Regions from separate parts of the Mus musculus genome. Here all the other regions are linked to region 1. A link is a contact called in public HiCAR-type, HiChIP or PLAC-seq and promoter capture Hi-C data. All regions are on one chromosome and are shown on one strand. The core of a region is the stretch at or near the end of the contact, and the rest is flanking DNA. Distances in the headings are between cores, read along the strand shown.

Region 1 (5,507 bases), core at 1,311-3,810:
TACACACATGCAAAAAAAAAAAAAAAAAAAAAAAAGTAAACTACCCACAGTAAGTGCATTGGTCTATTTTTTTTTTTTCATTATGGATCCCAAGTGCTTGGAAGAGTGCTTGGCACATGGAAATTACTCGATAAATATGAAGTGAAAGGGTATCTTTGAATGAAAACATAATAAAAACCGGTCCTCATGGGGATTCAGCCTTGTGCCATCATGGACAAACTGCATGAGCAGTTCTACAGCAACAGAGACATCTTGAGTTCAGGCGCTAGCTGGGGAAAGGACCAAGCTTTTCCAAACTTGCCCCAGTTCAGAGGCAGATGATCCAGCCGTCTATGCTTCTTTCACTTATGATCCATATACACACACACGATGACTGGCAGCCACCACGAGAGGCATGCTGTGTATGTGAGCTGTTCACAAGAGAGATACTTGTCTGGAGACCATATAATAGTTGTTGAAAGCAGAGGATTGCCAAAAAACCAAAACAAAAAACAAAACAAACAAAACTAACCCCATCTCACTACCTTACACAGAAAACCTAAGTTGTGAATATCAAAAGGAATGCAAAGTCTCCAGCTTAGAGGCTGTAAAGATGGTGGCTGGAGACAGGCCAAGCTTTTGTCCTACAGTTCCTGCTGGTCGCAGGTAGGGACTCATCTCAAAGCCCTGCCTGGGATCTCTCGAGATCCAGCAATGTGGCTGTCTGCACATTTTATCCCACCCACTGAAAGAAGGCCTGATGCTGTGGCCTTGTGGCTGCTGCGTAAGACATTTTACTGAGAGCTGCTGCCGGAAAAACAAGGGGAGCGCTGTCTCTCCGTTCGTGGCAAGCTGCAGCTCACATCAGTGCAAACATCTGGAGCCCCCAAAGTTAAAAAAAACAAAACAAAACACAAACCCCAGCTATGGTGTGAAAGGCTCAGGGTCTTTCCAAAGCATAGGAAGCAACCTAGGCTCCCAACCCGAAGATTTCATCGGGATAGACAGAGGGCGAAGGCCAGATGACCAGGATCACACTCAACATCTGGCTTTTGCCCCAGAGTGAAGCACCACTCCCTCTAAACCCTACACATGGCTTCTTTTTTTAACCAGACCTTCTCAGCTACCACAAATGCTTTGGTGGGAAGCAGCAGGAGGCCCCATCCCTTTTCCCAAAATACAGTCAGCCAGTGGCAAAGGCCAAAGAGGTGGAGCCTGCAGGCCGTTTTGCAAAAGTTTCAAATATCCTGGTACTGACCCCATTAACAGCACTAAGACAGAAATGCAGCCAAGCCTGTCCTTACCTCAGTCCCTCAGCAGTCCCTCAGTGCCCCCCACCCCCACCCCTCCCTCTCAACTTCTAAGAGTTCTGAACAAAGCCACATTACCAGCACTGGCTATCACAAACAAGATTTTCTCTTGCAAAAAGCTGAAAGTGACATCTTTAAATGATTCACGCTTCTGACAGTTGAGTCTCCAAAGAGGTCTCTGCGGGGAAGGAACTGGTGAGCTGTCCTACCTCTCCCCCAGAGCCTCTCTGAAACATGCAGTTGCCTCAGATTTTCCCCTGAAAAAGGGAGGAAGCAGTTCGAGGCTGTGCAGATGAAGCAGCCAAGTGAGGCGGCCGCCTTCCCGTGCGGTGAAGGAAGGCTTTTAACACGAACATTTTAAAGCTATAAACAAGAAAGTAAAGAAACTGGATGGGATGGGGACAAAAAACATATGGGATGACTATACTACATTAGCTTGTCCAAATTTTGGATGTGTGTGTATTGTGTGTGTTTTTTTACAAACCTTACCATTTTAAAAAAAAAATCAATATAACTGGGCGGAGGTATTATTCTCAAAACACGTCGCTTCCCAGCATTGCTGTACCGTTAGCAATAGGAAATGGAGCTACCGACAGGAAAACACTATAAACTGCTTTGGAATACAAAGGGTCACTTATTCGGAAGAAAGTTTAAAGGCTCCAGCTGTGCACCTTAATGTGTTCATAGAAGAAAACTCCCATCCCCAGACCTCTTAATATAGTCATGCCCTTCCCCAAACGCTGCCTCCCAGGACCCAGCTGGTGACAAAACCCGCTTTTCTCCTCACCCCCGACTCCCTTTGCCCGGACCACGGGTCCTCACCGTGTGGTACATGAGGGCCTCAGTCTCTCCGGGCTCTGACAGCTCGCTCAGCTTGCGGTCCCACTGCAGGACGCTCTGCTCCCCGCTCTCCAGCACCTCCATGGCGGTGGGCGCCGCGCAGGGCCGAGGATGCTGAGGCAGGAGGGGACCGCGCAGAGCCGCCGCGGGCCGGTGAGACGCTTCTCCCCGTGTACTTGGCGTGTGCGCGCGTGGAACTTATGCACTGGAGCAGGAACTCGGGAGAGCCCTGCCGAAGGCTACGCGACCCTTGTCCTCGGAAATCTGTGACTCCCCGGGGAGGACAAGCCTGCTGGGATCGGGCGGAAGGTGCAGGGGTTAAATCGGGCTGTGCATCCAAAAGGAAGGCAAAAAGGCAGCGCTCATCCCAAGAAAGTCCTCGCGCAACAAGCCCACTCCCCACTAGGGCTCCAGACAAACTTTGAGACTCCCTTGGGCTCTTGAGCTCTGCCCCTGGATCCAGAGGCGACCCCACCTCCTTCCAGGCCAGTGACCAATCGAACGCCCGTCTTGCCATCTATACCGTATCAAAAGTCCCTTTCTCATCCATGTCCCTCCCCCAGAGGGAGAGTCGCGCGAAGTCTCCGCCTAGTCCTCGGAATGTGGGCGGAGAGGGTCTTTTACGTCACTGGGGAACGCCTCCTGCCGGAGCGTCGCAATGGACCAATAGGGTGCTAGGGTCTAGAAATGATCGACTGAAACATAGATCAATGAGCTAGGGAGACCTGGAGGAGCCAACCAATCAAATAGCGACAAGAATACATTTTTATAAGAGAGGGCGTGCGCGCCCAGTGTCCTCCCTAAGAGTCTCCGCTTAAAGGAGGTTTGTTTCGCGAGTTTATTTCCTCAGAGAAACCAAGCGGATTGAAGCGCTGTCTACATTTCAAATTAGTTTAGGTCGCGTGAGTCTGTCTGGATTTAAAAGAATGCACCACATATATGAAAATGCGCACGTGAGCAGAAATCTGAATTATCACAGTTCTAGCACACATTCATTGCTAGCTTTTTATGTAGTTTTATGGCCTTTATTAAACAGACATTAGCCAATCTTGCCACACGTTTCCAAGTCCTAAATCAGAGGGCTAATTTTTTTTTTTAAATTCATAGGATTTTGTTGTTTTGTTTTTGAGACAAGGTTACCTGTAGCCCAGGCTGTCCTCAACTGCACTGTGCAGCTAAGGCTGAGCTTGAACTCCTGATCCCTCTGCCTCACCTCCGGAGAGCTGGGAGGGACTGCACGGTTATGCCACTAGTGCCTGCTTCACAGATCTTTTATTCCCAATGGAGTACCAGGCAAAAAAATGAGAGGATGGCCAGGTGGGTACTATTCCAGATACTGGTCAAAGAGGTAACGGATACTCTCCTGAGTGTCGTGGATGAAGTGGGGCTTAGGGGAAAATAAGTGTTTTAATGGCTGCAAGATGCACCCCAAAGTGAGTGTTGGGAAAGAGATCTAAGCCTTTGACCCCCTTAGAGAAGAAAAGGCCTGCTCTATAGCATTTTCCCCCAATGTGATTTTTCTTCTTCCCTTTTGAGGTTTCCTTTTATGGAAACAGCCTTAGTTGGCTATAGTTTAACCATTTTACATACAGGGCTGTGGTTCCAGGTGGTTCTTACAAGGGGACAGTCAGGTATCAGGTCTACAGAGAGTTTTGTCTTCTTCAGAGCGTGGTTTTGCTGTGTGAAGACAGAAGTCTCAGAACTTTACACTGTCTTTAAGCAACTTTTATTTTTCATGTAAAATGAGTCTGCTTGTCTAGCCTAGGATCTTTTGAGACTATTTTAATATTTAAATACAGACCTTTCTTTTTATTCTTTCTATCTATCTATCTATCTATCTATCTATCTATCTACCTATCTTTCCATCCATCTATGTTTGAGACAGGGTTTCTCAGTATAGCCCTGGATATTCTGGAACTCACTCTGTAGACCTGGCTGGTCTCAAACTCAGAGACCCTCCTGCCTCTGCCTTCCGAGTGCTGGGATTAAAGGTGAGCACCACCACTGCACAGCCACACATTTTTTTGTTTTTGTTTTTCGAGACAGGGTTTCTCTGTATAGCCCTGGCTGTCCTGGAACTCACTTTGTAGACCAGGGTGGCCTCGAACTCAGTAATCTGCTTGCCTCTGCCTCCCAAGTGCTGGGATTAAAGGCGTGCACCACCACTGCCACACATTTTTTATACAGTAGTTTTCTCGACTTTCCCGTAAGCCTTTGGTCTTTCTTTTCTGACCTGTTAGTCTCCTTCACCGCATCTCTTTTGTAAACCAGTCTTTCAGTGTTTAAAGCCCTGTTTCCTTTTTACAGGGAACTTATCATGAGCTAGTAAGGTTGGAAATGTCCATTCTCCTTAGCATAAGGGCACAAGCATTTCTCTGCCCAACATAACTGCATCGGACAAAGGTTGGTTCTAGTAATGCCCCAGTGGTAGGCAAGCATCCACAATGACCTCCAGGTGTCAGCACCTTTGGGCATACCCCTCCTCTTCAGTGTGGGCAAAAATGTGGATTACCAGCCAAGGAATTGAGGTCCCTCAAGCCTACAGCCCATGATTAACTGAGTTTGTTAATAGCCATGGAAGAAGGTTCTCCCCCATGTGGCTCTTCAGATGGCTACAACTTGTGAGGGAACCCAGGTCACAGATGGCAGGTGAGCTACACAGATTTCCAGACCCACAGGTTCTATGTTAAAAGGCTTTAAGCCACCACATCTTACCTTGTTAAGTAAGGAGAAGGATCATCCACACCCTGAGGTTTGAGTAACTTTAGGTGATCCTGAAGAGGCTAGTGTGGTCCATGGATTTCTTCAGTCTCCTCTGTCTCATGCATGATTTTCCCAATGACTGAGCACAAGAGTCCTTGCTAGTACATTCTCCTGTTTCCCATCTTGGATACTAAAGTCATCCATTCCCCTTCCCTCATCAATCTTAGTGCTTGGCAATGTAGTTTACTGTTTCTCTGGCTTCTTAGCCTCCTGTGGAAGCTGCTGCCCTTGTCCCTTCTCTATTATCAACTGTGTGGCTAGACACCATGCTTCCTTAAGCCGAATTCAGACACATGATGAGCCAGCCAGATACTCTCCTGATTTCCCCGATATTATTTGTTTTCTGTGCCAGCCTCTTTACAGATTTGCTTTCCATGCTTGCTTTCCCCTCACCTCTGCCATTGTCATTTCTAGAATCAACACTTGACAGAGTCTCACATCATGAAAACAGAATCCACCTTCTATATTGACCTGACCCTGTTCATTGGTGCACTTTGTATTTGATTAACCAGCAAATATTAATTCCTTGAATTTACCTTTTTCTTGTTAAAGATTTATTTATTTATTTTATGTATATGAGTACATTGTAGCTGTCTTTAGACACATCAGAAGAGG
Region 2 (5,507 bases), core at 2,006-4,505, 2.2 Mb before region 1:
CCGACATGGATCTCCATCCAGCCATTGTCTGCCACCAAGAACACAGCATTGGGCCGGCAGCAGGGTAGCTCAGTGCATAAAAGGCTTGCTGCTGAGGCTGATGCCCTGAGATTGGATTTGCAATACACATAGTAGAGGGAGAGAACTAGCTCCAGCAGGTTGTCCTCTATGTGCATGGTGGCAGAGAGCACCCACATACAGATGACTGAATGTAAGCCTGCCAGTTATCAAAGCCTGAGCATTTTGTAAGCCTGTGAGAGATGCAGAGCTAAGGAAACCATAGCTTGTGCAAGGTCAGAGGACAGCTCGGGGCAGTCAGTTCTTTTCACCATGAGGATTCCGGGCGGGCTCTTGAGCTTGGTGGCAAGTGTCTTTATGCACTGAGCCATCTTACTGCACCAGCATTACCTTATTTTCTCATCAGTGCTTCCAGAAGTGCAGGGGACTAACTTTAGAGGTCAGAGGGCAGTGGGAAAGTGTGCGGGAGGGAGGGACACAGTGGTGGTGGCAGCGGTGGCAGCAGCAGTGGCACAGCTGACCAGAATTGATATACATCCTGCAGCAGAGGGTAATGGGTAGGAAGGCCTTGCTGATGCCTGGATTCAGGAGACATGGGGAGAAGATGTTATGTGTTCCTGTGCAAAACAAAGGGGAGAGAATCAGTTTTTAGACATCGATTTACAGAGTTTTGGCATTTCAAGGGCAGGCTCTCTATTTCTGACTAAGTTAAGATAGGACTTTAATTCATTTTCACTCAGTTAATCAGTATAACTGAAGTGTATGTTCTCTTCATAATGATCTATACTGTACAAGGTGTGAATTTAGCCTTTCCTAAATCCCACTTTCCCCACATTATTTTGAAAATGTTGGATCTTCTGAAGAACTGGGAGGAATGTACAATGGATGCCTCTCGTTTTTGTCCAATCAGTAGTTGTCTATAGTGCTTTCTCCGATATGTATTCTAGGTTTCCTCCTGCGTTTGTCACACCATTGATAACACCTCAATTGTTAAATGTGTATGTATGTGTAAGTGGAGATCAGAGGTTAGTTCACCTTAGATGTCACGCTTCAGATACTCTGCATCCTACTTTCTGAAACAGGGTCGCTCACTGGCTTGGAATCCACAGCTTTGGGCTAGGCTCGATGGCTAGCAAGCCTCAGAGATTTGTCAGTCTAGCTGCCCAGCACCGGAACTCAGGTCCTCATAGCCCTGGCTGTCCTGGAACTCACTTTGTAGACCAGGGTGGCCTCGAACTCAGAAATCCGCCTGCCTCTGCCTCCGGAGTGCTGGGATTAAAGGCGTGAGACACCACTGATCAATTGATCAATAATTAAGAAAATGCCTTGGGGCTGGATCTTAGAGGAGACACATTTTCTCAATTGAGACTCCTTTCTATCTGATAACTCTAGTTTGCACCAGACTGACATGAAACTAGCCAGTGCATTGTGTTATTATTATTTTTTAGGGGTAAAAGTGATTAAATAAAAAATTCAGAATGCCTCACCCCACTTTCTCTGCAGCTATTAAAGTACACTGGGTTATTTTTTCTCAATTTAAATACATTTTAGTATGCCAAACCTATTGACCTTTCCCTTGGTGGTGTGTGATCTTTATGTTTTATTCTATTTTTTTCCCCTCTAATCAGCTCTTTTGTCAGTTTAGCAGATGAGTTGGGAGGAGGGAGAGAAGTAATGAGGTGGATGGATGGAGAAACACAGAAATGGAGGGAAATTCTGAGAGAGGGCTTGACTAGGGATGGTGGAGGAGAAAGTTGGTTGGAGAAGAAAGGGAGACATAGCTAGAGGCAAGGACATCTGGGAGCTCAAAGAACTTGACTTTGATTGAGCTGGGAGAGAGAGAGAGAGAGAGAGAGAGAGAGAGAGAGAGAGAGAGAGAGAGAGAGAGAGAGAGAGATATTTTCCTCTTTTGAGGAGGGGAGAGGCAGCAGAATGAGATACAGGGGCCCAAAGGGCAAAGGAACAAAAGGTTCGGGTCTTGGTTAGGGTTTTACTTTTGTGAGGAGACACCATGACCAAGACAACTCTTAGAAATGACAACATTTAATTGGGGCTGGCTTACAGGTTCAGAGTTTCAGTCCATTGTCACCAAAGTGGAAGCATGGCAGTATCCAGGCAGGCATGGTGCTGGCAGAGCTGAGAGTTCTACATCTTCATCTGAAGGAAGCCAGAGAGCATCCTCAAGCTGCTAGGAGGAAGATTTCCAAGTCCATCCCCACAGTGACACATTTCCTCCAACAAGGCCACACCTTCTAATAGTGCCACTCCCTGGGACGAGCATATGTAAACCATCACAGTTCAGGTAACCAAAATGGCTGGATTATATAGGGAAAAGCCTCATCGGGAAAAGCAGCCCAGCCCCTGAACTGGTGAGTTTAGGGTAGAGGGCTGCATGTGCCAGCCACACCCTGTAACAGGCCGGGACTGAGGGATGCTGGCGAGGACCAGGAGGCCAGGTCCACTTTGATATGTTAAGTAGTCCTCTGCCATTGTCCCAGGGTTAACAGCCCCACTAGGCGCAGCTGATTTGTTTTTCTGTTATTTGAAGCCAGAGTACCCCTTAACTAGATAAAGGTCAATTCCAAAGACTGAGAGCAACATGAGAAGGGTGGTTTCGATGTGCTTGTGTATGTGGGTGACCAGCAGCGCGACCGGACAAGAGTGGATTCATCTTTGGCTCCTGCATGGTAGATGATTCGCGCTCCACTTGAGGAGGAAGTAAACTTCAGATAGGTTGCTGGTGGCTGCCAGCAATCGCTACTTGGATCCAGTCGTGCCAGACTCCGCAGACCTCTCTCCATCATCTATCACGTGGCTGAGGACTACCCTTAACTAGGCTGCATAGCACACTTGTGGGCTTTTGTGAAATGGAACCTTTTCCCCCTTTTCGTCTGAGAGTCGGCTGTGGTGGAGATTAGTGTGGACTTCATAAAGGCTCCCAGGAGAGTGAGTTGTTCACTTGGCATGGCACCCGCTACCTCACCCCCACCCTGGTTTAGTAGGTAACACAGCCACGTCTGACTGTATTAATACAATTGCCAGCGTCCTTGTCACCCGGAGGCTTTGGTTCAAAGAGGCCTAGGTTTGCACCTCGCCCTCTTGCTTCCCGAGATGGCCGTCAGAGGGCGCTGCGGCTCCGCGAGTCGCTTCCGGGAATGGAGAGGGCGGGGCAGGGCGGGGCGGGGCGTAAACCGGAACCTGGCAGCGGGTTCCGCCCTCGCGCCGGGGAGGAGTCCCGGAGCCGAGCTGGAGCTGGAGCACCTCTCACACCCTCCTCGCCCTCCCCACCGACATCATGCTCCAGTTCCTGGTGAGTGGGGCCTCGGAGGATCGGGCCTCGCGGTCGCCTCGTTCCCCCGGGGTCCCGGGTCGGCGGTGCACGGCTCTGCAGTTGGGGCTCGTCGCCCTCGGGTTTGCTCGCGCAGTTTTCCTCTGGCCTCCTCCTAAGTCCTTGGGTCTTTGCCTGGGTTTGTTTATATGTAGTCCTTCAAGTTCCGAAAACTTTGGGGTGTCAGTGATATGACTGCGTTTTCAAAAAACCACTTACTGTGAGCTCTTGGCGAAATCTTCGCGGTAAGTTGGGTCGGAGGAGTCATCAAGATGACTTGGCTCCTGTCCTCTCCACGCGACTTCCCGTAGACCCCCATCTATTATATACGGCTTATTTGAGGCCTCAGAGTGCCTTTCACACGCCGTGCATTAGTCAGCCACATCACGAGGTCGCAGCGAGAGATCCACAGTGCCCTCCCTCTTCAGACCTTTACAGATTGCCCGCTTTGAGGAGTGAGTCAGACTGCCCTGCGAGTAACTCTTGTAAAAACCTGCCCCTCCCCACACCCTTTCAAGTCTCCTTTTTGAGTTAACACGTTTTTCTGGCAAAAATCAAGTATTTCTAAAATTGCCTGTTGAGGATTCTAGGAAACTTGCCAGTCAAATTTTCAGATGAAAGTTTTCAAACACTTTCAGATGAAAGCGTTTCATCTTCGAATTCTAATAAAGCAGATATCTTCTTTCTTTCCCACGGTCAGTGGCTACCTGGTGCTCCGAGAATGAGTATTGTTTACATAAAACTGCCCTACAAAGACTCAGTTGCCTCTGGGGTTTCTCTAGTGTCCTAACTAGGCCTTAGTTTAGGAGGTAGGAGTAATTAGCAGTAATTTACTTGTTAGGAATCACTTTTAAAAGCAGCATCAGCCAGCTAGTGTAAGGTGATAGGATTGGCCCTTCCACTGCATTTGCTGTTCATTGATAAGCAGGGAGAACATTAAATCGATTACACTTAACCTTTTAAGTGCTTTGCTGAATGAGGCTACCTGGTGCGGGACTAGCGCTCTGTACTTAAACATGGGTTTTGATTGGAAAATTCAAAATTTTCAACATTTATGGAGAGATGCTGAAGCCGACCATTAGATGCTTAGCTAGGATGTAACTGATGTTCCTTCTCTTGCCCTGGGTCTGTCTCCTCTTCATTGCTTTTGTTGGGAAAAGTGGAATCAGATGTACAGAGATGGAATCAACTTTCCTCTTGTGGAACTTGGTCAAACACTGCTAGTTTCTGCAAATCTTGCTTTTTACATTAGCCGTTTCAACTGTTTTCTAAATGGTTAAGAGTTTAGACCCTATCTTTAATCTCAAGGTGTGTGTGTATGTGTGTGTGTTGGGGACGTGGGGTTGGGTGGGTGTTGGCCAGGTTATTTAAATTTTCTATGCTTCAGTTTGCACCTCATGAGGTTTCAAAAGGAGCCAAGATGTTGAACACGTAAACACTAAATCGTGGTTGAGATATACTGCCCTGTCTCTTCTGTAAGGTATCAGAAATGGGAACTGGCCTCCCACTGATAGGAGAGGCTTGGGTGTGGTGGAAAGATTCCAGGCTCTTCCCTTTGATGGTGCAAGGCAGCTGAATACTTTGTAACCTCTGAGATGTTGCCTAAGTTGAAAACTTGCATTTGATTGTGTGGCTTGTCTACCCATTACCCCTATTTCCACACCGCACTCCACAGCTTGCTCCTAGCTTGGCTGAAGTTCTTTGAAGGAACACCTAGATGGGAATTGGACTGTGAGCACTGCTGTGAGTGTCAGGGCACCTGAACACTGCTACAGTTTCTGTTCCTCTTCCCCCTGGGGCCCAGTAGCATCACCTCCTCATAACTCACCCTCATTCAGCTGCTGGGGCCTGTGCACCGTGCTGTGTGGGTTCTGTCCTGGGATAGCTCAGAATTGCGGAGTGAGGGGACCATATCTGGGTGTAGCAGCTGGGAGGCTCTCTCCCTGTCTCTAATCTTGTCTCCCGCTGCTTGCTTCTGCTCTTAGTTCCTGTGAAGTGCTTAAGTCCGGAGCTGGCTGTGCTTCCTAAACTCACCCTTAGGGAACGGGCTCCTCCCCAAGCCAGCACCTTTCACATCAGCTTCCAGGACAACCTTGAATCCCCTTCTCTGTGCTTCCAGATCCCAAGTATCAACTGTCAGTGGCTTTCCTTTGCCTTTCTC
Region 3 (5,507 bases), core at 1,359-3,858, 2.2 Mb before region 1:
CCATTGTGAAATACAACTTTGAAATGGGTTGTATTCGGGGCTGGAGAGATGGCTCAGTGGTTAAGAGCATTGTATTGCTCTTCCAAAGGTCCTGAGTTCAATTCCCAGCAACCACATGGTGGCTAACAACCATCCATAATGAGATCTAATGCCCTCTTCTGGTGTTTCTGAAGACAGCTACAGTGTACTTACATATAATAATAAATATATGGGCTGGAGCCAGCGGGGCCAGAGTGAGCAGAGGTCCTGAGTTCAATTCCTAGCAACCACGTGATAGCTCACAACCATCTGTACAGCTGCAGTGTACTCATATACATAAAATGAATAAATCTTTTAAAAAAATGGGTTGTATTCACCATGGAATACCCTTAAAGACCACGTATGTTTGTATGTATGTATGTATATATGTATATATGTACTCTGAAAAGAAGTCAGCTGTTGATGGACCCCACAGCATTTGAATGCTCAAGACCATGTTTCTCCTTTCCTAGCTTCAGCTTGCTAGAGCATCAAACAGCCTGTCAACAACTGTCCCCCAGTATTCTAACCGCATCAGTACAGATGTAGTTGTACTTGGCAGCCATAGGGCGGCTCCTACATCTACTTGGAATTAACGTGGGTCTTTGTATTCCTCCTTATTCCCAAGTGTTCTGGAATTAGGGGAGACCCCCTCAAGATCGTCAGAGGTAGATCCTATGGATGGGGACAAGATGGCGAGCTTGGCACATGCATCTAAAAGAGACGATTTGGTCTTATCTTTCCTGTCCTCTTTAATGGCCCCAAGAGGCTCCGTCTGGGAAGAGGGATGGTCATACTCACTCTTCATTGACAAAGATGAGTTCCATGGACGTCTGTCTGTTGTTTACATCAAGACCTAAAGTGGTAAAGAAACACAGGAAGTTAAAACTAAGGCTGCAGTGGACCCCGTATGTGGAAGGCCAGGGGCTCAGGGCAGGGGCAGAGGTGTGATGGCCTCTCCCCTTCTCTCTGCTCTGAAGGCATAGTGGGGCTGTAGATGCAGGCAGACACCGGAGTTTTGTAATAATGCTTGAGAAATTGGGACAAAGAGAAGGGGTGGAGGATGCCTGTGAGCAACGTAGGAAGAATGAGAATGGGCTAAGGGTAGCTTGGGTTGTGACTGCTGGCATGGCCAAGAGGCTCCAATGAAGATGGGCACCAGGCTGGGGGGAGGAGCAAAGGGGAGATGGGCCCCCAGTGAACTGTACCCATGAGCTCAGCCTCCTCAGTGCCGGCTGCCAGCTGTTCCTCCTCAGCGTTGATGAGCTCCTGCAGCACCGCCTCCACGATGGGCATCACCATGGCGGTGGTGGAGGTGTTGGAGAGCCACATGGACAGCATGGTGGTACAGCACATGAAACACAGCAGGAGCCTGGAGGGCAGGGACGGTTGGGCAGAGCGTTATCCTGATGAATTATGACCCTAATGAGCCCCCAGGTGCCATTCACCTCTAAACTCCCAGAACTTGGTGCGGGGTAACCCTTTATTTCAGCATTGGTCCAGCAAATGATTCCCAAGCCGTGGCTAGTGACCATGGCCAGGAAAAAAGCTTTTAAAGAAAGAAGGGCTAGCTTTGATAGAAAGGATCCAGGGTAGGGACTCAGAGGCTGTTCCCTTCTCTCTGTGTGGACGTTAGGTGGAGCTCTGTGGTGTGTCTCTTATGCATAAGGGGATCTTTTTCCCCTCCCCTGCAGCCAGCAAGTCTAGGGCACCCCATGCTCTGAGCAAGTCAGCACAGTAATTTGGGAGCAAACAGTCCTGGCACTTCGTTCTCCCACGACTTGTCCCAGTGCCAACTAGCTGCAAGGATGGCCACAAAGCCACAGTAGTCTCCCCTGTCCGTGTGTGCGTGTGTGTGTGTGTGTCTCCAGCTGGTCTCTGAAAGCGTCAAGCTTGGAGGAGCACAGAACAAAAATAACCTTCAAATGATTTCCCTTTGACTTGGAAGCACAGTGCAAACCGTGCCTGTGCAGACCTGGGGCTTGCTGCCTAGGAGAGGTGGAGACAAAGATGACTTGTTTATACTTCAGATGACTTTGCACAAAGGAGACAGCACATGTGTGGATTGTGCCCAAGCAGGGCTGAGTCCTGGCAGTGTTTTGTTTGAGCTGAGAGCAACATAGCTCTCATGTTTGGCACACCCACTGATAGCGCGCCATGATATCGAGCCATGCCGGCATGAACTTGCTGGGTAGTGTGGTAAATAGGGAAGAAGGCAAACCCAGACAGGTGGACATTCTTGTTGATAGGATAAAGATTTCCAGAGCTATGCAGGGGCTGGAGATGTGGCTCGGGGCTTGAGTGCTTGCTTAGGGCAAGGATGAGCGATTGCTTCATTCATTCTCTCCACCCCTCCCCCAGTACCACAAGGGAAACAAAACAAAAAACAGAACAGAGTCAAAGGAGCCACAAGGTCCCACTATGTTGGAAGCAATGCTCCTTGTGTGCCTTGGAAGCACAGAGTGGGCAGCCGGTTGCTGGGCCTGGGTGGCTTTAGCCATAATTAGCAAGGCTCTGCTTTGCAACCTGGGAGTCAGGGGCGGGCTTCAGAGTTCCAAGAACTCATTTGAAAGACTAATGCTGAAAACAGTGCTACATTGTTTCTAGTCTGCTCTTCCAGCGGGTGCAGCAGCTTGCATAGACGTAGGAGCCGGAGCCGTTAGGAGTGGAGAAAGGGAAGAGGAACAAAGGAGATCCTGTGCAGTGGGAGCAAGGCTCACACAAAACTGTCCACCCTGATGCCCTCACGAATGCTGTGAGGGTGAGGATGCCCCCTTGCTGGGTCTCTTGATGGCCGAGTGGAAGGAGAAAGAGGGAGCATGTGAGGCATTGAAGCAACACTCCCCCCACCCCCCTCAGCAACTTGGGTGGATGGGAAGAGATGTTCATGGCTTCTTAAATGACAATGGAAAAGCCACCCAATTCTTTGACCTATGTGCACTCTAACCCACAGGCAAAAAAAAAAAAAGAGAAACTGTTTCTGTTTGGTCCATTTTATGCTTTCTCACAAGGCCCTCAGGTGTTGCAAACCTGTCCTTGTGGTCCAGGTTGTGAAGAGAATTCCTTAGATTCAGGTGATAGTAACATCAGGGCTACCATTCAGATCTGTATTCTGTGGCTATCAGGATCACTCCTAGTTATTGGGATCTCTCTCACAGGTGCGGGAGGTGGGAGTCCATCATCCTGGTGTCACCTCCCACTTAGCAGAGGAACCACTGCCCCAGGACCCCACATGCCATGTGACTCACATGCCAGGCTTGGCTCCCGCCATCAAGACCATGCGCAGGGCGATGCGCTTGTGTAAATTCCACTTCTCCACAGCTGCTGCCACACAGATGACGCCCACCAACAGCAGCGTGGTGTTCTTGAAGTACTCAGCCGCCACCTGTAGGGGGGTCAGGAAGGCCAGTCACCACCTGGGAAGAGGCCATGGGCAGGACAGTGTGTTCTCAGAGGCAGAGGCTGATGAAGTAGAAGCAGTGAGGGGAGGCTTATTCAAATAACTGGGTAGTTCCTTATCTTCTTCAGCTCTGACATCAAACCCAGGGTCTCTCCCACGTTGGGCAAGCATTCTACTACTAGCTAGAATAGTTGGTTGTTTAAAAATACCAACTCTGCTAGGCAGTGGTGGCGCACACGTTTAACCCCAGTACTTGGGATGGAGAGGCAGGTGGATCTTCGACTTGGAGGCCAGCCTGGTCTACAGAATGAGTTAAAGGACATCCAGTACTATGCAGAGAAACCCTGACTCAAAAGCTAAGAACTAGACTTACTGCCACACTCAGTGGGATAGAAATTTTGAAGGTACTTTTACAATTTTTACTCCCCCTCCCCATTTCACTCAAATGAGAAAGAACCAATACATTAATAAAGAAAGAATAAACTTATATTTTTTGTCCTTCACTTTGATTAACCCTCCCTTCTCGTCCACATGTCTCCCTGGTACATCCAGCCCCGTCCCTGTTGGATCCTTCCGTTCTCAGAATCCCTTTCCTCATCACCTATGTTCTGCTACATTCTCACTTGGAACATTCTGTCTTTGTGTCTGGCTGTGCATTTGGAACAGGCTTCAAAGCCAAGTTCAGGCCTGGTGCCCTCCAGAACACCTTCCTTTGCTTCTAAACTCTGATTGTTCCCTGGGGACACTATTAATTCCTTGCAATGTAGAGCACTCAGGGCTAGGCTGGGATTGTGGCTTTAGTTAATTCCATACACCATGGAGTGCTCAGGGCAAGGCTGAGATCAGGGGTATACTGTAGTTGGCTGAGTTTCTATATCCACCTCTTCAGTCTTTTAGTAAAACCTTTAAATTGCCAACAGTGGAATAACATGCAAAAGTAGATACTCAATAAATAATAGTCACATAGTTAGAGGATCCATGGCAAAAAAGTGAGGAGATGAACTTTTAACTTAAAATGTCTTTTAAGGTGACAAAACAAGAACAGTTTTAATGGCAGGAAAAATAATTGAGACATAAAGGACATTTAAGTATAGTGAAATATGTGGGAGTCAACAATGTTTATAAAACCACACTAAGAGTTATCTTTTGATTATTGAACATAAAAAAGTTGAGGGGCTAGGAAGATGGCATGCCGGATAAAAAAGTATGTGCCAGCCAGCCTGAGTATAGGAGTTTGAATCCCCTGGACCCATGTTAAAAGCTAGATTTGGTAGCATGCATCTGCAATCCCAGTACTCCTGTGGGGGAGAGGGGAGGCAGAGACAGAGTCATCTGGAAGTCCTTGGGCCAGCTACACTGTCACACTGTGGCAGAAACAAGAGGGACCTACCTTAAATAAGGTGGAAAGCAAGAACTAGTTCCTTAAAATTGTCCTCTGACCTCCACACCTACACTGTGGCACATCCATGTCTGCAGTCACAGTCACGCACATGCACACACACACACACATCCCCCAAATACAGCTAGTTGCTGATTAGAGAGTAAATCGAGGCACAGTGAGAGATGTAAGAGAACATAGCTCCCGTCTGTCATCATGGGAAGTGTAATCTAGTAATGACCAGAACTAATGCAACAGCATGTCAGGATATGGTGATTAATGCCAAGGCGTAGCTGAGTTGAAAGGCAGGGAGTCTGACACTGGATGGGAAGGACTTGGTAAAAGTGAAGAAGAAGAAGAAGAAGAAGAAGAAGAAGAAGAAGAAGAAGAAGAAGAGGAAGAAGAAGAAGAAGAAGAAGGAGGAGGAGGAGGAGGAGGAAGAGGAGGAGGAGGAGGAGGAGGAGAAGGAGAAGGAGAAGGAGAAGAAGAAGAAGAAGGAGAAGAAGGAGAAGAAGAAGGAAAGGAGTCTGCTGGCTTTCATGATAGGTTTTAAACTTTGTTCAAATAACCCAACATAGTCACAGCAATGGCACCTGCTCTTCTTTCTTTTTTGTCCCATGAAAATGCCATAGGCTTGAATTGCTATGATTCATGTCTGTAACCATTTTCTAGGAGGCAGAGACCTGTGCTTCTGGTTGATCTAGCTCTTGT
Region 4 (5,507 bases), core at 1,823-4,322, 2.1 Mb after region 1:
ACTGCTGTGAACAGACACCATGACCAAAGGCAAGTCTTATAAAGGACAACAGTTAATTGGGGCTGGCTTACAGGTTCAGAGGTTCAGTCCAGTATCGTCAAGGCGGGAGCATGGCAGTGTGAGAGTTCTACATCTTCATCTGAAGGCTGCTAGGAGAAGACTGGCTTCCAGGCAGCTAGGATGAGGATTTTAAAGTCCAAGCCCACACCTACTCCAATAGGGACACACCTTCTAATAGTGCCACTCCCTGGACTAGGCATACTCAAAGCACCGTACCATGCCAAGGGTAGTGCCATGGCTGGCAAAGGCTGGGCCAGTTCTCCTGCCCTCCTCCCCCCTTGCCCCTCTGCCCTCCTGCCCTCCCACCCTCCTGTCCAGCTCCTGCCCAGGCGAGGGGTAGAGTCAGCTCTCCCTAATGAGCGTCTTCTTTTTTAAACTATTATTTACCTTCTGTGTATGGGTGTGTTGCCTGCATGTATGTCTGTGCATCAGACATGCACTGAAATCAGAAAAGGGTAATTGGAGCCTGTGGAGCTGGAGTTCCAGTTGTTAGCAGCCATTTGGGTGCTAGGAATGAGTCGTGGGTCCTCTTAACTGCTGAGCTGTCTCTCCAGGAATTCCCAGTCCTTTTTTGAGAGAGGGTCTTACCTTGTATCCCTGACTGACCTGCAGCTCCCAATGTAGGCCAGTCTGGCTTTGAACTCTACCTGCCTCTACCTCCTGAGTGCTGGGGTCCTGTGCACTAGGAAGCCCAGTGCTAGGCAGTATTAGGAAGGTTGAAAAATACTGCTTTGGGGGATCTTGTCTAGTTTTAGTTGGACAACCCTCCTGTGTTCCTTTTGGAGAAATAAAGATCCAGAAAAAGTTGTCTGGGGGTCACAACCTAGAAGCTGCCTGTCTTAGTCAGGGTTTCTATTCCTGCACAAACATCATGACCAAGAAGCAAGTTGGGGAGGAAAGGGTTTATTCGGCTTACACTTCCATACTGCTGTTCATCACCAAGGAAGTCAGGACTGGAACTCAAGCAGGTCAGAAAGCAGGAGCAGATGCAGAGGCCATGGAGGGATGTTCTTTATTGGCTTGCCTCCCCTGGCTTGCTCAGCCTGCTCTCTTATAAAACCCAAGACTACCAGCCCAGAGATGGTCCCACCCACAAGGGGCCTTTCCCCCTTGATCACTAATTGAGAAAATGCCTTACAGTTTGATCTCATGGAGGCATTTCCTCAACTGAAGCTCCTTTCTCTGTGATAACTCCAGCTGTGTCAAGTTGACACAAAACTAGCCAGTACACTGCCATGGCTTAAAATGATGGACTCAGAACAATTCAAGTCTTCTGTGAACAACTTTGGGGCAGAACAGGCAAGTGAGTCAGGAGAAAGGGGATACTTTGTAATTAGTGCCTGCCCACATTTCTTTTTCTTTTCTAAAAATTCTTATTAGGTAGATTTATTTATTTTATATTATGTGTGAGTGTTATACATGTATATGGGTCTGAGCACAGACCCCCCTGGAACTTGTTCATTAGGAATGGCTGTAAACCCCATGCGGGTGCTAAGAATGGAACCCAGAGCCTTTGCAAGAACAACTAGTGCTCTTAACCACTGAGCCATCGCTCTCCAAGCCCTATTTTGCTTTTTTGAAACAGGGTCTCACTATGTAGTCCCTGTTGGCCTGGAGCTTGCTATACAAAGCAGACTGACCTCCAACTCACAGATTTTGCCCACCCCTTCCTTCCCTTCCCTCCTTCCCTCCTTCCTTACCTCCCCCTTCCTTCCTTCCTTCCTTCCTTCCTTCCTTCCTTCCTTCCTTCCTTCCTTCTTTCCTTCCTTCCTTCTTTCCTACTGGAATTGAAAGTGAGGGCACCGTGCCTGACACCTGACCACATTTCAAAGCAGTGTAAGGCATCATGTCTGCCTTGGGAAACCCAAAGGGTGTACCCCATCTTTTAGAGTTAGGAACTGGACTGTTATTGACCATACAGGAAGAGCCATTGGCCACTCCACTATTCCTGACTGTTAGTGGCCCTGATCTTACCTTTGGAGAAATTACTATATCTTCTGAGCCTTCTGGATGGCCAGGGGGTGTGTGTCTTGAGGTTGAATGACATGTCCAGTGATAGGAACCCTGGCCTTGTCCTTGTTTCTCTTTTTCTATAATCCTTTTCACCTGGGATGTCTTTAAATCTACCCTTGGTCAGACTTTTGTGCAAATTTCTTTCCACACAGGGACAAAAGCTGTTGATAGGTAGTAGGGACTGTGGTGCCCCAGGGCAGGCAGCTTTTTAAGTTCCAGAGCGCTGAGAAGAAATTGCAAGCCCTTTCCCTGGCTATGTAGGCTCAGTTCCCATGCTCTATCACCTACACACACACACACACACACACACACACACACACACCCCTCAGAACATCAAAAGTCTTTCCTACTTTGGAACTTTTATTTGGCTCCTCTCCCAACACCCTTTTTTTCTTCTCCAAAGTAGCCCAGCCTATGATTCAACCAGCTCCTCACTGCTTCTGTGGCCCTTGCTACATTTTTATTTCTATGACATTTATTTTGTATGTGGGGGACACGACTTAAAAGGAATTGGTGACATCCTTCCTTCATGTAGGTTCCACGGATCGAACTCATTTATTTCGTTGGGCTTGACATAAAATAATATCGTTACCTATCTAGTTTAGTATATATTCTTGTGACTCAACAAATATTAAATTAAATTCAAGAAAGACCTGATTTGGCTCAATAAGTCTTAGTTAAGTGTATAAGCCATTCCCTAAGGTCTAAACACCGCCGCTAAGTCAGCGTAGCCTGAGACTCAAGAACTCAGCAGCTGAAAAATCTGTCCTTCCTTTGGACCCACTTGTAATATTCAGTGTAGTTTAATATTTCTAGGATTTAAGCTACGAGGCTGTGAAGAGGAAAGGCAGACGCGGAAAAGAGGGCTACAGAGCTCGCGTCTGCGTTTTTTCTCTAAATCATCACAGGAACTCGATGTGCCCAGGCGCTTTTGCCCTAGTTCGCGCCGTGGCCCCTTTAAGGAGCATGTCGTGGGCAGAGAGGGCGGAACCAGGTACCGGAAGCTGGGAGCAGCGCTGGCCCGGACGCTTAGTGCTCTCTCTCTCTGCCTGGTTGTCACTGCCCGCTCTGTGCAGGTCCCGAGCCATCGGCTCGGCATCTCCGCCGCCCCCCGGGAGCCTGGCCCGTGAGCCCGCCGGAGCGCGCCTCTCAGGTCTTCCCGCGGCCCTCTGAGGCTTCGTCGTTCTCTCTAGGCCGCGGGTCCGCATCTCCGTCCCTGGCGCTCGGCGACTCCCTGCACTCTGAGCTCTGGCGCTGGACAGCTTGTCACCCGTGGTCCCCGGCTCAGGTCCCCGTTATCCCTCCCCTCCTGGGCTGCGCTAGGGGGCGCGGTCCGACTCATCCCCGCTTCGGCACGGAGCGTCTCCACAATGGCTTCCCTTTAGGTAGAGAACAAGCAGTCTAGGCCAAGGGGTCTAGAGAGGATGGTGACCCCCTGGCGTTTGTCTGTCAGGGTCTGCTTGTCACACTTAAGATGCTTTGAGTTCAGAAAGGAACTTGGGCATTCCAGACCCCTGGGATGCTCTCGCAATGCCAGACTATGTTGGTTTCTGCTAGGTACTTTGCCCAAATTAATCTCAGCCCATGGCAGTGTTGGAGAGGGGGCGCCTGGCAGCTTGTGCCAGAGAAAGACTCACTGGAGTGACCTGGCGGAAAATGGACTAGTGGAGAAGGTGGCCCAAGAAGGGCCTCTGGCCCGCGTCTTACTGTGTCTCCGCCTAGGGCTCCGCGCTGGTGTGCTCTTGGCGAAATTCTTCCCCCTCCTCTTCTTGTACCCTCTCACCTACTTGGCCCCTGGCCTCTCCACCCTCTGGCTCCATCTGCTTTTCAAAGCTACAGAGACCTCAGGCCCAACATATATCAAATTGGGCCAATGGGCCAGCACCCGGCGCGACCTCTTTTCAGAGGCTTTCTGTACCCAGTTCTCCAAGCTGCATGTCCAGGTGACCCCCCACCCTTGGGCAAGGACGGAATACTTACTCCAGCAGGCATTTGGGGAGGATTGGGGCAGCCTCCTCTTTTTCGAGACCCGGGAACCTGTAGGTTCAGGTTGTGTGGCCCAAGTGTACAAAGCGTTCGCTAGTATTTCCTTGTTGGAGGAAGACAGGATCTGGAGACTTGGGGAGCTCTCTGCCCCAGGAACCAGGGCCGTGGTGATGCAGAGAGAGCCCTTTATGAAAGACCGGAAGCCTTCAGAAAACCTTGCCGACGAAGCATTTCTAGAAAAACTGCTTCTTCCTAAAGCTGACCTTGGTGGGTCAGAAGTGGGTGTGTCTCAGGCTCCCTGGCATCTGCCTAAGTCAGATCACCTCATCCCAGTGGCAGTGAAAGTAAGTGCTCTCAGACCTTGCCTAGCACTTTAATCAAGTACCTACCCACTGAGCTGTCTGCCCCAGATCCGAAAGAGACCCTCGTGAGGGGCACATTGCTTTCTGTTCTAAGACTGAGTATTCCTTCTCCAAAAATGCTTGGGAATGGGAGCGTTTTGGATTTCATACGGTTCTGGATTGTAGAGCATTTGTATATCTTGGATGAGATAGCCTGGGATAGGACCCAAGTCTAAACACGAAACGTGAAATTCATTTATGTCTCACACACACACTCCACAACTTAGACATGTAGACTATAGGTCATTTCATGAAGTACTTTTAGTGCACCTGTGTAATGACCTTGCATCACCTGAGGTCAGGTTTGGAATTTTTCACTTGTCAGTCCTTTACCGGGTCAGATATTGAAGCATTTTGAGTTTGGATTAGGGCTGCTATTGCTATTGTAGCTCAACCAATACCTGTTAAATTCAAGCTATTTCTTTTATTTATTTATTTATTTATTTATTTATTTATTGTAGTGAGGATTGAACCTAAGGGGCAGTCAAACTTAGTTCACACATGCTAGGCAAACCCTCAGCCACTGAGGTTTATTGTGAGGCCTCATTTTGCCTTTAATTGTAGACAAGACCCTGCTATTTTAATTGTCCTCCCAAGTAGCAGGGATTGCCACAACCTCCTGGCTCAAGTTTGTTTGTTTTTTCTTTTTCTTTCCTTTCCCCCTCCTCCTCCTTTTTTTTTTTTTTTTTTTTTTTTTTTGAGGTAGATTTATACTATGTAGCCCCTTGGCTGTTCCAGAGCTTACTCTGTAGACCAGGCTGGCCTCAAAGCTACAGAGATCTGCCTGCCTCTGCCTCCTGAGTGCTGGGATTCAAGGTGTATTCCTCCACAATAGGCTCTGACTTCATTTCTTGACTTCAGAGAACAGTGGTGTGAATAGTGTGAAGGAGGGAGGGGAAAAAAAAAAAAAAAAAAACCTTGGGTTTTGCTACTTCTGGGGAGGAGGGACCACCACAACCCAAGAGCATCATGGGTATTGGGCTACTTCCCTTCGTTTTGACAAGAAGCACTCTGGCTGTTTTGAAGGTGGGAGCATGTGCTGGCTAG
Region 5 (5,507 bases), core at 1,918-4,417, 2.0 Mb before region 1:
ATAAAGGTCTTTCCCTAGGAGACTCTGATGTCTTAAGATGGAGGCCAGCACTGTTTGTTTGTACCTAAGGGTGAGTGACTGTGGAATCAGAGGGTGTAAGAACATGTCTCATTTTTTTTTTTTGAAAGTGTGTTTCGCTTTTGTTATTTTTTTCTTGTTTCTCTCTGTATTAATGAGCTTAGACTCTGAGACGGAGGAGGTCTAGAAGCCCCTTTGTGTGTGGGGGGTCATTGAAATGAGACACAAGGGGGTGTAGAAGACAGGGACCTTTACGTGGCAGAGAGCAGGTTGGGCCCAGGTGGGACTCTTCCAGGCTCATTAGAGATAATTTGCTTCCAGCCCCTGTGGCCTCTCCTCTATGGGGGATAAGTGGCTGACTTGCTGGAATCTGGAGAATTCAGGGGACTCTGAGGCAGGCAAATGATCAATTGCTCAGGGCCCCTTCTTTGCAGAGGAAAATGAGCAGCTTCTGGATGAGTGGGGCGGCAGACATTCTGTCTATGCCTCATCTCTTCCTGGTTAACTTGCCAATTAAACCTCCTCTACCACACGGCGTTTGGGTCACAAGAAACGGAACCAGTCTCACCAACTTCCCTGAATCCCAGCCACAAATAGAAGCTTGTCATTAGCAGTCCTGGGCTCCTCTCTTTGCTGGTGGCTCCCTGTCGCCTGTCATAGGGCAGCTGTTTTAACCCGAGCTGTATCAAAGAGCACTCCTTCTAATGTCTGAGAAAGGTAGTTGCTGATAATGAAAATATCAGGATAATACATTTAACATATACCTATATGAGCTCTCAAGTCAAGAGATCCTCCTATTCCTTAAAAGGAAACAGACAAACCCTGTCTGAATAGGGGTTCTTTGTCCCTTGTGCATTGCATGGAGTCCTGGAGATAATGATGTTCCAGCTGACAAAAGACTCACAAGACGGATGTTTTTCCAGCATGACTTTGTCTTTGTGTGGCACAAGGTCAAACTGTATTTAAGCAAGGAGGCCCTGCACGGTCTCTGAGCCATGAGGGACTCATGATCAGACCAAATGATGATCCAGGACCTTGTTTCCCAAGGGGCAGTTGCGTCACTATTTGGTGTTAGGTACTTAGGGAGGTTCTGTGATACCTATTGTATCAAAGTAATTGACCAGGATAGTAGTATGCTCCGGGAAGATTCAAGAAGGAACAGAACAGTTTTTTAACCTGAGATCAGCTAAAGGGTTAGGCACTTTATAAAGGAAAGCTGAATGTAGTCTTGGGGTTCTCCCTTCCTCTGGCATGCTCTGTTCTCTGCCCCCCCATCAACCTGGAAAGGGAGCAGGAGGCAGAGACCAGGCAGAAATGGAGTTTCAAAATGTACTGTACATCTGTAGCTGAGGAGACAGACTGCCCTCTCGGGTGGCTCTGGAAGTCACAGGACTCATGTATGCATGCTGCCACTCAGGGATCTGCCTCAGGGCAAGATCTGGGCTTGGAGCTGGCTTTGCATCTGGTCTGCAGGTCTAGACAACAGAGAGCAAGCAAGGTCACTCTGGCCTCCTTGTCTCCCAGGACAGCAGTCCTCAACTGAGTTGCACCAGACTCACAGGTTATGGCGTCCTCCCTACATCACTTTCTGATTCAGTGGGGCCGGGTTGGAACCTGGGGGTCTGAGTTTGAATGAGGCCTCAGGAGCTGCTGCCAGCCAGGGTCCTCTGAGAACTTCTGTTCTGGAAGCAGGCCCAGCTCAACGCTGACAAAAGGCCAGGCTTCCTGGAGTCCTTCAGGCTGCCCCCTTTCCTGGTCTCTTTACTGAGCAGGCTGCTGAACAAACGTGAGGACACATGGATAATCTCCTTCTGATGTCTTATCATCAAGCCTCAGTGTTGTGGGAAGCAATTTTATTCCTTTATATTCAATGAAGGAGGGTCCCTGTGTCCTTGAAGCCGTTGCCCTTCCTAGCTTAGGTTTGCCTTGTACTGCAGCCAAGGCAAGTGTCCTAGCCCTGCCTCTCATGTTCCTGGCAGGGTAAATGGTCACCATGTCCTCAAAGATCAAGCCATGCCCCAACTGTCTAATATCACTGGGTCCTCTGTTTTCATGGCCACTTAACAATGTGATAGTGAAAGTCAGTGCAGAGCAAAGCTCCGTGTGTGTGTGTGTGTGTGTGTGTGTGTGTGTGTGTGTGTGGTTTTCTATTTCCTCAGCTTGGAGAACTCTAATGTAGTTCTAATGTAGTGATTTCTATGAATAGACTCTGGTGGAAAGGAACTACAGAGGGGTAGCGGTTATTGCTTAGGGCTGCTGCCTTCATTTGTCTAGATGTTATTTATAAAAGGGCACAAGGAAAGTCTTTGAAAGGGAAAGCCATGTTGAGTTTTGAGCCCTGGGCTGGACCTGTGGCTAGAACTCTGCTCTGACCAGTAGTCACATTCATTATTTGCCAACACGCAGACTTTAGATGGTGACCTATCCGTCCCCGGGCTAAGTTGATGCACCTGAGGCTCCAGCTCTTCTTGTCTTCATCTCTGAACTAGATGGGCAGATATGGGCAGGGAGGGGCATCTTTCAATTTCACACAGGGCTACCAACACCTTGGGCAAGGCTTTAAGTTTGAAGACCTGGTGTCCTCCAAAAAAACGTGATCTTAGAGAGGCATCCGAAACTTCGATACCATTGAGACAAATGAATGCCATCCCCTGCCCACCCAGAGAACCTGCCATGGCTGCTAAGGCCTCATTGGTTCCATAGTTACAGATTGGGGTAGGGGTGGGGGTGGGGGACCAGAGTTCATGATGGCTACCTCTAGATAGCAACAATGAACACTCTCCTCATTTTTTACAAACTGCTGAGGAGCTAAGTGGCCGCTGGGATCACAGAGACTGGGAGTCGGGGGACAGTGAGGGCATAGGAGGATTCTAGGTTCTGTTGTGCCAATGTTGTCCCTCTCCTGGGTGTTCCTTTTCCTTTGGCACTTCATCTGGGTTTCACCTTAGTGAATTTCACTTTGAAATGGGCTTAAAAAAAACCCCAGTCCTCTACAACTCAGAACCGGACCTTCAGCTTTGTTTGTTTACGTGTCCCACGGACCTCGGGGCTCCACTTTGGATCCACAGGACGGAGTGAAGCTGGCAGGTGCTACCTCCCACCACACAGCAGAGAACAGACAGGCACTAGGCTAGAATTCCAGGCTTCCTGCTGCAGCCTGGAAGGTGACCGGCATTCCCCACATTCTGTACTGGCATCGCATTGCACATTCGAGCAGGGGACTTGTTTCTCAAGAAAACGTTCCACAGGCATTTTCCCTGCAGGGAAGGCAAACACCAGGATCTGTGCCTGGAACTTTCTGCGTGGGGGGAATGTGAAGGGGCAACAGCCTTGGCAGCCTTGAAGAGCTGGCTCCCTCCCCTGGCTCCCACTGGGGTTCTGCCTGGCTCTGTTGATGCCAGGTTAACAAACACCTTCTTCTATCTCTTTCTGAAGGTTTACACGGACTTCTCAGGATTTCCTGGGGTGCGTGAGTGTGTTTGGAGAGGAGAGGCATTATTTCTTAAAGCCTCCAATACATTTTTAAAATATTTATTTTATAAATAGAATTACATATATTTATATATTCTTAACTGTGAATCCCTCCTTTCAAATGACGTAAGCTTGGGTCAAGCTACCATGAAAATATCCAGCACAGCATCTCAAGGTGAAGCGCTGAGGACCTCATTGGAGGAAAAAGGGCCTTTTAACTCTCTCTTCCCTTTGGATGCTGTACTGGTTAATTTTTGTCAACGCGACATCATTCAGGGTCATTTGGAAGAGGGAACTTTCTTTGGGAAAGTGCCTCCATCAGATTAGTCTGTGGTACATTTTCTTTCTGTTTTTGGACTGCTACTGAATGTGAGAAAGCTCTGTCCATTTCGAGTCTTCCTATCCTCGAGCAGGCGGCCCTGGGTTATATAAGAAAGCAGGCTGAGAAAACCGGGAGGAATAAGCCAGGATTCCTGCATGGTTGCTGCTTCAGTTCCTGCCATGGCATCCCTTCATGGCGGACTACAAACTGTAAGGTGATGGATGGAAACTCTTTCCTCCTCAGTTTACTATTGGCCATGGTGTTCATCCCACCAGTAGTAGCAGACAAGAACAGGTGCATCACTGCTCTTCTGGGGTCCCTGCCTCATGCAAGATGCTTGGAACCAAGAAAACTCTAGCGTCTGCCCTTGTGTTTTCTCTCAGTTGGCCAGACCTGGGTGCCCCAAAGAATAGGTTGTGGGTTTAATCCTGAGGAAAACTGGTTAACTGATCAAAGGGAGAACTATCTAGAGCAGACATTTTGCAAATTATGTTCATGGTTCTAGAAAAGAAGGCTTAGAGCAGCCTAACAAATAATATGCTGTCATATTTATATTATATGTAAAACAATAATATATAATACTATAATAATTATATATCTAATATATAACATATAATATGTAACATATTATGTAATATGAAATCTGTAATGTATAATGTGTAGTATGTAATATGTAATATATATGACAGTATATTATTTGTTGGGCTGCTTTAAACCTTCTCTTCTAGAACCATGTACATAACTTGTAAAAATGTCTGCTGTGGATATATAATATTATATATCATTGTATACTATATATATTATATTTTATTTATATGTGGATTCTTTATCCAAGACAAACAAAACATAGTATTTGTTGAATTATTGGTCGTGTTGGCGTTTACCCATTTGCTGTTTACATGTTATAGCTATTATACTTGGCCTGTGCACCTGGCAGTCTTTCTCCCATGCTGTAGCCTGTCTCTTCAGTCTGTTTTCTTTGCAGTGCAGCAGCCTTTTAGTTTCATGTGACCCATATGTCTTGCTCTTATTTCCTGAATGATGGGAGTCCTCTCTAGGAAATCTCTGCCTATTTTTCTTCAGTGTTTTGAAAGCTTCCTGCCTTCCATTAAGACCTTTGATCCATTTTGAATTGATTGTTGTACCAGGTGAACAATGAGGACGCAGCTCCATTCTGCACATGGCTAGCCAGTTTCCCCAGCACCATTTGTTAAGGGCGACATCTTCTCTCCAGCACGTGCTTTGGCACCTTGTTGGAAATCAGCTGCTGTAGCTGCAGAAGCCCCTTTTGCTCCCATTGGTCCACTTGTGTTTGTGCCGGTACTATGCTGTTTTGATGCTTACTCTAGTGTAACTGAAATTGAGCGTCAGGATACCTCCGTGTTGTTCATTTTGCTTCGGCTATTTTGGGCTTTCCACATTTCCATATGAAATGTAGGACCTTTTTTTTTCTTTCTATTTTCGTAAAGAATGCTATTGGAATTTTGCTGGCATCGTGCTCAAGCTTTAGATAGCGTACAGTAGTATTATGATGGCACGGTCTTGCCTCGGTTGTTCGTATGTGTTTATCCCTTCAGCCTTATGGGTTTGGGAATCATTCAGACTCAACTCCACTGTGGCCTTTCTTGTATTATTCTTTGGTGAACTAGAACAGCACTGATGCTTCTGTTGTCCTTTGGGCTGCCAACCTCCCCCC

What was found. HiCAR-type assays count read pairs that join an accessible place to other places. HiChIP or PLAC-seq counts read pairs in DNA pulled down with a chosen protein or histone mark. Capture Hi-C pulls out chosen DNA fragments and counts their contacts.
Region 2: a contact with region 1 is called in an H3K27ac HiChIP or PLAC-seq map of extraembryonic endoderm stem cells, with 9 times the contacts expected there. The contact joins the promoter of 1810058I24Rik here to the promoter of Creb3l2 in region 1. A contact is called at or near these places in 1 of 39 promoter capture datasets (liver), 6 of 484 Hi-C or Micro-C datasets (CD4 T cells, the N1E-115 cell line, cardiomyocytes and 3 more), 9 of 115 datasets of contacts at active chromatin or transcription factors (astrocytes, cardiomyocytes, embryonic forebrain and 5 more) and 1 of 9 other capture datasets (adipose tissue).
Region 3: an H3K27ac HiChIP or PLAC-seq map of embryonic stem cells shows a contact between it and region 1, with 12 times the contacts expected there. The contact joins the enhancer-like site here to the promoter of Creb3l2 in region 1. A contact is called at or near these places in 5 of 39 promoter capture datasets (the 3T3-L1 cell line, hippocampal neurons, liver and 2 more) and 4 of 115 datasets of contacts at active chromatin or transcription factors (astrocytes, embryonic forebrain, embryonic stem cells and 1 more).
Region 4: a promoter capture Hi-C map of liver shows a contact between it and region 1, with 2.4 times the contacts expected there. The contact joins the promoter of Adck2 here to the promoter of Creb3l2 in region 1. A contact is called at or near these places in 1 of 39 promoter capture datasets (pre-B cells) and 1 of 9 other capture datasets (liver).
Region 5: a HiCAR-type map of astrocytes shows a contact between it and region 1, with 4 times the contacts expected there. The contact joins the enhancer-like site here to the promoter of Creb3l2 in region 1. A contact is called at or near these places in 5 of 39 promoter capture datasets (the 3T3-L1 cell line, cranial neural crest, embryonic stem cells and 2 more) and 2 of 115 datasets of contacts at active chromatin or transcription factors (astrocytes and embryonic forebrain).

Annotation. Positions count from the first base shown.
Region 1 is chr6:37,439,588-37,445,094 of GRCm38.p6, forward strand. Creb3l2 (cAMP responsive element binding protein 3-like 2) reads right to left here and starts at 2,561. Exons shown (of 12, transcript NM_178661.4): 1 at 2,112-2,561. The coding sequence starts at 2,213. Gm33318 (predicted gene, 33318) reads left to right here and starts at 2,923. Exons shown (of 3, transcript NR_166917.1): 1 at 2,923-3,446.
Region 2 is chr6:35,249,455-35,254,961 of GRCm38.p6, forward strand. 1810058I24Rik (RIKEN cDNA 1810058I24 gene) reads left to right here and starts at 3,256. Exons shown (of 3, transcript NM_001384235.1): 1 at 3,256-3,328. The coding sequence starts at 3,314.
Region 3 is chr6:35,286,528-35,292,034 of GRCm38.p6, forward strand. It overlaps Slc13a4 (solute carrier family 13 (sodium/sulfate symporters), member 4), which reads right to left. Exons shown (of 16, transcript NM_172892.3): 3 at 3,267-3,403; 4 at 1,227-1,390; 5 at 820-874. Among named protein-coding and RNA genes, the nearest start is that of Slc13a4, 19 kb to the right of the region's middle. Within about 2 kb of position 2,609, at least 98 of the 459 cell types and tissues checked have an H3K27ac peak or open chromatin away from gene starts, as enhancers often do. A contact at or near this core is called in astrocytes, embryonic stem cells, liver and 1 more, where this site is marked.
Region 4 is chr6:39,570,804-39,576,310 of GRCm38.p6, forward strand. It overlaps Adck2 (aarF domain containing kinase 2), which reads left to right and starts at 3,073. Exons shown (of 8, transcript NM_178873.3): 1 at 3,073-4,403. The coding sequence starts at 3,498.
Region 5 is chr6:35,402,009-35,407,515 of GRCm38.p6, forward strand. No RefSeq gene overlaps it. Among named protein-coding and RNA genes, the nearest start is that of Gm38789, 8.0 kb to the right of the region's middle. Within about 2 kb of position 3,168, at least 8 of the 459 cell types and tissues checked have an H3K27ac peak or open chromatin away from gene starts, as enhancers often do. A contact at or near this core is called in astrocytes, where this site is marked.